Linked DNA regions of Danio rerio: region 1 is linked to region 2. Evidence: chromatin contacts called from public Hi-C data. All regions are on one chromosome and are shown on one strand. Each heading gives the region's core, a stretch centred on a gene start, on an enhancer-like site or on the middle of the called end of the contact. The rest is flanking DNA. Distances are from core to core; before and after follow the strand shown.

Region 1 (4,049 bases), core at 962-3,461, 770 kb after region 2:
CACAAACACAGAAAGAACATACAAATTGCACACAAAAATGCCAACTGACCCAGCCTGAACTTGACCCAGCAGCGACCTTCTTGCAGTGAGGCGAACGTGCTACTTGTTATATAATATTACTTAATGTTATTTAATTTAATAAGAGTAATACATGAATGCAAGTCTATGATATGTATGATTAACCAATATGTGGCTGCAGTACACAATCATATGTGATCTTGTAACATTGTGCTGCCTCAGACCTTTGCAGGTTCACTACATAAAATGCAGCTGTTGTCAAGCTACTGCTACTTTCTGGAAAAAAGTAGCTGCTGGAAAAGTTACACTGTATCTTAAGTAGCTGAGCTACTGTCAAAATGTAGCTAAACTTGTAGCTACCGAAGACAGCTCCCTTTATTATATGAGGTTAAAAAGCTAATATTTTACAAATGTGACCTGATTTAGCTTTTTTATAGCATTCATTAAAGGAGAAACAACAGTTGTAATCATTTTTATGATTTTACTTGTCTTGCTCTTTGGACACACTTTGGGAGCCAATTCTTGATCCAGTGAAGGAGGTTTAAATTTCCCTCTAAATTAATGTCTTTTTACATTAACTCTGAAGTGAAGGGAAATAATAAACTATTATCTTATGTTAAGAAACTAAACATTAGTTCATTGTGTGTTAATGACCTTATCAAATACTACACTAAAAATGATTTCTGCTGCTTGTTCAAACTATCTGTTTAAAATGAGCTGAAACAACACAATTCTTGTCCTTTCTTTGGCCAATTTATTTGTTTAATGTTCAATCCACTTAAACTTGTAAACCATTAAGTTAACTTAAGTGTTTTGTGTTGGGACAACATGAAGGAATTGTAATGGTCCAATACCTGGTTAGTGGACTTGTAGTTCCCAGTGTGCTTTGCATGGGACTAAATTAAGAGAGGCAAATGTTGACAATAAAAGTAATCTTAGGTGTTTAAAGTTAATAGAAAGACTTTTTAGAGTTTAATCATCCCTTTATTTTTAAAGATTTAAAAGATTTTCATGTAATCCTTTTGAGTTTTGAGATAATCACCTTGCAGAAGCACATATGCTTTGGGTGTTGGCACCTTAATTAGCAAAACTGCAGTTTGTTGCTTTGCTCAGTAAGCAAAAACTGTCCTAAAATGAGTTCTGAGATGAGTCTCAATCAACTGTACATGTAACTCGTGAAATAAGCTTAAAATTGCACTTTTAGTTAATTTAGGATAACTTTAAATAAATCAAAGAGACTTTGAAATATAAGACACATAATAGACACACATGATATTATCAGACCTTTAAGTTTAAGTTAAATAAAAATACAAATGTATTTAAACTTATATTTGATCAAATTATGTTGAACCAACTCAAATGCATTCAATTGTGTAAACTGTTTTTTTTTTTTTTTAGTTGGTGCTACAGAAATTGATAGGATGGAAATCCTACCCTCAGTTACAGTAAATTGAGTTCATCTGATGAGTTATTTTTAAGTGTACTTTCTTATTTTAAACATGCTTTAGTACATGCAATAATAACATTAAAATTAACACAATTATATAATATATAAAATATCATGGTCAGCGGTGGTGCAGTCGGTAGTGTTGTCACCTCACAGCAAGAGGCTGGGTCAGTTGGTGTTTCTGTGTGGAGTTTGCATGTTCTCCCTGCGTTCGCGCGGGTTTCCTCTGGTACAGGTGAATTGGGCAGGCTAAATTGTCTGTAGTGTATAAGTGTGAATGAATTTGTATGGATGTTTCCCAGAGATGGGTTGCAGCTGGCAGGGCATCTGCTGCATAAAAAAAACATGCTGAATAAGTTAGCAGTTCTTTCTGCTGTGGCGACCCCGAATTAATAAAGGGACTAAGCTAAAAAAGAAAATGAATGAATGAATAAAAAAACAATTCTGTATTTAAATTAATAATTTTAAGTTAACAAATAAAACATCTTTATATTTTATATGTATTTATAACTTTGAATGTTGTGTGCAAATGCATGGAAATCATCTGGAGGTCACTTCATTCATGTTATCCAAACACAGTACTAGACACAATTTCTTAGCTTTTGTGATATACCAGTTGTGAGAATTACAGCTTGAGCTCAACCTAGTCTAACTTACAATCGCGGTGTGACACTTTAAATCGGATTTGCGCCCTCCGAACACTAACACATGGAGAGGTAACATCAGGATGAGTGAATCATGCGCTCCTCCACACCCTTGACTCTCCCCCTCCCCAACCATCCTCTCACTGCCTCTCCATATTCACTATCAATCTATGCAATTTTAGTCAATTTTATTTTTAAACGCTCCCAAACACAGAGAGGGGCTGTTTCGCAGCGCGTCGGAGAAAGTGATTGAGTGAACTGGGACAGAAAGTTGATTTGCATCCATTTGCAAACAAAAAGGGAAGCAGGTGACGTGAGGTAATTGGAGAGACGGCTGATTTACTGAGCTCGAGGATGCGCGCACTGACAGATTTAACACGTAATCACTGGAGACTTTGAAGAGACGCGCTCTCGTGCTGCTTTTACATCGATGTGGTGTGAAGGTAAAGCTTGTGTACATGTGTAACACTTCGCGGTAGAGTCGATATATCGCTCTTATTCAAGTAAATACAAGCTGTCGAGGAACTTGCAGAACTTTCTTGCCCTGCTGTGGTAGGACAACATGCCTGTACGACGGGGACACGTTGCGCCTCAGAACACCTTTCTGGACACCATCATTCGCAAATTCGAGGGTCAAAGTAAGTGAATGACTTTTATTTTAGTGAACGTGCATTGATTATGTTTTTAAAACAGTTTCTAATGCTGACTATTGTTATTATTAAATATTTTGTTATTAATATTATTTTATTATCAATTGCCATTGAAAATTACTAATTGTCACTAATAATAATGTCGTTAATAACTTAATTTGAGTTAAACGTGTCAGAACAGCTAAGTAATCATTTACTTTTGCTATCTGAATATGTAAAAATAGTTAATTAAACATAATTTTACTTTTATTATTATTTTTAAAGTAGCCTATGTAAAACTAATTGATTTCAGATTTTCAGTAAGCTGCTGTTTCAGTAGATCTTTTAATGTAGCTAAAGCAGACACATTTATTCTGAACTGCAGCTCAATTTTGATTCTGCATAGATGTGGTTAATAAAATTTTTGCATTTCTATTTTTCTTGTACCTCAACAGATCGCAAATTCATCATCGCCAATGCTCGAGTTGAAAACTGTGCCATCATCTTCTGTAATGATGGCTTTTGTGGGATGTGTGGCTACACGCGTTCAGAGGTCATGCAGAAACCGTGTACATGCAGTTTTCTGTATGGCCCACACACTGGACGACCAGCGGTGGCCCAGATGGCCAAAGCCTTACTGGGCTCTGAAGAAAGGAAGGTGGAGATCTCCTTATACAGGAAAGATGGTAAGTTTTTTTGGAGAGTTTATTTAATTTGTGTGTTTCTTGGGTGCCAAAAATGGCAAACCATATTGCTAAAACACATAAACAGTCAGAAACAAGAACTGTGACTAAACATCCCACTTTTACCAGGACAGCTTAGGGGCCCTGACTTAAAAAAGATCATGTTTTGTCCTGTATTCACCAGTCTTAAAATGCCTTTATTGCTGAGGGAATGTAGAAGTCTTTTACCACAAATACAATTTGTCAAATCAAAGGTAGCCAGTCACATGATCATAGTAAATATATGTGACTACGGACCACAAAAACAATCATAAGGGTCAATGTTTAGAAAATGAGATGTATAGATCATCTGAAAATTGAATAAATTAGATTTCTGTTGGTGTACACTACCTGACAAAAGTTTTGTCGCCTATCCAAGTTTAAGAACAAATACTAATGTAACTTCTAGTTGATCATTTGGTATAAGAAGTGGCTTATATAAAAGGCAAAGGCCTCTAGATTACAGTTATTTGACAAAAAAATTTATCTATTTAATTAGGAGAGTAAGGTTTGACTTGGCTTAGACAAAAGTACAGTATTAAATATAAAGTCATTTGAATATAAAGCCATGAAGCAGTGGAAAAAAAAT
Region 2 (4,216 bases), core at 918-3,417:
CATTCCTGAAAACAGGTTTTGATGCTTAATATTTTCACAAATTTCCAGAAATCTCTAACAAATAAAAAGTTTAATAAGAACAGCATTTATCAGAATAAGAACTCTAAATATAAACATCATAACTGTCTTTAAAGTCACTTCTGATCAATTTAATGCACCCTTGCACAAGAAAAGTATTGATTTACAACCCAATCCTTTAAACCACAGACCTAATAAAGACAGAAGGAACTAAAACATTATACACAGAACTTAATTCCTGTATAGATCTACTTTAATATATCCATACCTTGCAGTTTTGTTTCCACAAACGTTTGTGAGTTGATGATTTGGTCCATGTCTGAACGGATGAGCGCCTCCTGCTGTTTGCTGGCATTTATGCACTCTGTTTTCAAGCTCTCTAATCCTTCTCTGAGTTGTTCATGCACGAGCTCATAGGTCGCCTCCACCGTCTAACAGAAAACACAATCACATCCTAAAAATGGGCACAATAAACCCACTCCATCACGGACACAGAGCCGTCTTTGTCTGTATGCCAAGTCAGCTGAGACAGACAGCCGAAGAGAGTTATATCTAATTGTGTAAAATGTGTATTATTTTGGATGATGTGGAGGCCAGAAAAACAATAGTTTTTTTTTTTTTTACCATTTTTTCCAATATTTGTCTCATTAATTTTAGGCCATTAGGCAAATGCCTTAATTAAGTTTGACTGTTTTAAAGAGCGTTTACTCATGTTGAACCTTGTTTTAAACAATTTTTAATGCGCGGAAAAACTGACAGAAAACCAAAGCCAATAGATTTCTTTACCCATATCCAGGGCCAGACGGAATCTGCGGACGTTTTTTGCCATTTCTGCGGAGAACTTTGGTATTATTTTTGGAGTATCCAGTGGAGTATCATAACTAAAACCTTAATATATTAAATAAAAAGTAATAAATTACTGAATAAAAACTGAATAAAATCAGATTTACACATTTACTCAAGTAAATAAACAGAACTAATAACGGGCTAAAAATCTGCAGAAATCTGCGGAAAATCTGTGGAAAATCTGCAGAATTATGCGCGCGCAGATTCCGTGTGGGCCTACCCATATCCCACTCTGCAAATACAAACACACTTTAAAACACACAACCGCACATCCTTATTTATTCTCATTCTTTCTTGCTTTGTCAATATATCGTCGTGTATACTGTTGAATAATCAATTTAAATGATGTAAAAATAGAAAAAAAAAAGCTGCAGTAATTCGTGCCCTCTCATGGTAGTTACACACAGGGCGTACAGCTGAATGGCTGCCGGCGCCAGTTTTTCTACATGCTTCCAAATTATTGGTTGCACTTTAAGTTTGGGAAACTTATATTTAATAAGTCTCAAAAAAATTGTAATAAAAAGTGTGGGAGAAAAAATAGTTTATATGCATGCTAATAATACCTTTGTGAGAGGTGTGTTTGGCTTCGAGCTTTATTTTTATCTTTAAGAAAAGTAACATTTCATTTGTCATTTTAACATTGACTGTGACACCAATCATACAGAGCGTAATTTAATATATGTTAAATGTATTCTTTTGCTGTCTCCCACTGGGTCCTAGTGCCTGCCCAATGAGAAATTTCCAAGAAGAAAATAAGAAAACACTAATATGGGGAATAGAAATCTCAAATCTGACTCTGAGATCCTGTAAGTGAACTCTTCTTCAAAACACATGAACAGAGAAGATTTTCTAGAATAACTATCTTCTTAAATAATCGGCACTATTAAATAAAATGAAATCGAATTTTGGTCACATCGCCCACCCCTGTTTTTACATCAAGTCACATTCAGTATTTACTGCTACAGAAAGATTCATCTTCAGTTTTTGGTGCTATTCATGGTCTGCCCAAACTCATTTGTTAATTCTAATAAATTTCCTCACCACTTTCAATGGATGAACTGGGAGAATAATGACCCTCATTAAACCCACATTTTTAAATGAAGCACTTCACTGTTTGTTTACAGTTTAAAGGAAGTTACTCCCATAATTCATGCAAAGTGTCCTGCAAAGGAAAGCATGCTGTGGGAAAAGGTGGACTGCTCAAAAAAGCAGCAGCCGAGTGTCGTCTGACTGCGACACTGAACACATGCTTTGTAAATGCTCTAAGAATAGAGGCAAGGAGAGGCTGATCTCACTTACCGCAAACCAAACCCTCTTCCTCTCCGGCTTCTTCCCCTTCAGCTTGGGCAAGAGCTCCGTCTGCAGGGACGGCAGAAGATCCTCCAGCACCAGATTGGCCAGCACCTGCAGAAAAACAGTGAGAGAGTCACTGCTGTGGCCAGTAATGGCAGAATTAGAGCCGTGATGATACACGAACTAAGACTCCACAGTGACACATGGAGGAAAAACACACGTCTATAAAAATTACATTTGCTTTTCTTACTTAGAGTTTTTGTCTTGTTTCTTGTTCAAATATCTAATCCTTAAACCAAGAAGCATTCTCTAGATCGGGGTGCCCAAAGTTTGTCTTATGAAGGGCCAGACACTAAACATAATTGAGGGCTGTGGGCCGAAGATAAATAAAGCAAACTGTATTACAAAGTTGCCATGGGTAATTTGCTAGTTTTTTAAATAATATTTAAAAATAAAGAAATCATTACTGTAATCATATTAAGTTAATTATTGCATTGTAAATTTGCACATTTTATAATTAACTTATTACAATGAAAACAAACAATTCCTTTTATAACACAAAGAATGGAATTCAATGCACATTTAAATGAATCTGATCTATTTGCAGCATTTAATTGAAAGATTTAATTCAAGCTTGCTTTTTTGTAGCTCAACAATAAAACAAACAAGCAAAGTTAGAAAACACAATCTCTAATAAACGCTATCTCCTCACCCCTGACCCCCCTTATTTTTACTTTCTTCTCAAATGGGATGATGGGCCAAATCAAAGGTAATCATGGGCCAATTTTGCCCACAGGCCCTAGTTCGGGCATCTTTGTTCTAGATAAATAAAAAGTTGTCCAAAAACCAATTAGGTTTTTAAGTTGTTTTGATTTTTTCTAAATTAAAAATTATTCTTAAAAGAAACAAAATAATCTTGTATTCAGTTAAATTTGTTAAGCCCATAAACAGATTATTTTGCTAATTTAAAGTTGCAAAAATAGCTATTTTTCTGAAAACAGTATAATATTTTTATTTGTCTAGAAAATACCTCTGTCTTGCTTACAATGTTTTAGAAATGTAAAAACAAGGCAAAGCAATATAAAAGCGGTGGAATAATGTGAAGGAGGTGATTCAGTCTGCAATTCAGAGATGTGGTGGTTGAGTCATTGTGAATATAGAGTAATAAAAGGGTTACAGTCACTAAATATGCTTGAAGCATAATTACATAAAAACTGTATGTTGATAGTTTTGTTCTCAAGCTCTTTGTATAATAACTGTTTCATTGTTCATAAGATAAGTAGATAAATACATTCAAAGTTGACATAATGGTAAATAGATAACAGAAAAAACTGAGAAAGTTTTAGTTGAATTTTTTAATGTTTAAGTTTTTAATGAATTTTTAGTAATTCATTCATTCATTCATTTTTCTTCAGCTTAGTTCCTTTATTTTTGAAGGGTTGCCACAGCGGAATGAACTGCCAGCTTGTCCAGCATATGTTATATGTTCTACAATCATACACTACGGCCAATTTAGTTTCCTTAATTCACCTGTCCCACATGTCTTCTCCAAAGAAATGCCAATTAGCCCAGACGGGATCAGCGACCTTTTTGCTATGAGGCAACAATGCTGATTACTGAGCCACCGTGTCGCCTATATCATTCATTCATTTATTCATTTTCTTTTCGGCTTAGTCCCTTTATTAATCCAGGGTTGCCACAGTGGAATAAACCAGCAACTTATCCAGCTGCAACCCAGCTCTGGGAAACATCCATACACACTCATTCACACTCATACACTACAGACAATTTAGCCTACCCAATTCACCTACACAGCATGTCTTTGGACTGTGGGGGAAACCGGAGCACACAAAGGAAACCCACGCAGAAACGCTAGCTGACAGCACTACCTACTGCGCCACTGTGTTGCCCACCTATATTATATTATATTATATTATATTATATTATATTAAAGGCGGCAACACCAAAGCCCCAAAAATAAAAATTTATTAAATTAAAAAAGCTGACACAAAGTGTGTACATTTATATTTTTATATTATATGTAAATTTATATCTTTGG

Evidence for each region. A called contact is a pair of places that touch in the nucleus more often than the background predicts.
Region 1: a contact with region 2 is called in a Hi-C map of embryo, with 5 times the contacts expected there. The contact joins the promoter of kcnh2a here to the enhancer-like site in region 2. A contact is called at or near these places in 2 of 18 Hi-C or Micro-C datasets (both in embryo).

Annotation. Positions count from the first base shown.
Region 1 is chr2:27,408,545-27,412,593 of GRCz12tu, forward strand. kcnh2a (potassium voltage-gated channel, subfamily H (eag-related), member 2a) reads left to right here and starts at 2,212. Exons shown (of 15, transcript NM_001042722.2): 1 at 2,212-2,747; 2 at 3,194-3,424. The coding sequence starts at 2,672. All of the region lies in intron 2 of LOC141378148 (a long non-coding RNA gene), which reads right to left.
Region 2 is chr2:26,635,979-26,640,194 of GRCz12tu, forward strand. niban1b (niban apoptosis regulator 1b) reads right to left here. Exons shown (of 14, transcript XM_684820.9): 7 at 2,164-2,268; 8 at 287-449. Among named protein-coding and RNA genes, the nearest start is that of niban1b, 41 kb to the right of the region's middle. Within about 2 kb of position 2,168, at least 16 of the 62 cell types and tissues checked have an H3K27ac peak or open chromatin away from gene starts, as enhancers often do.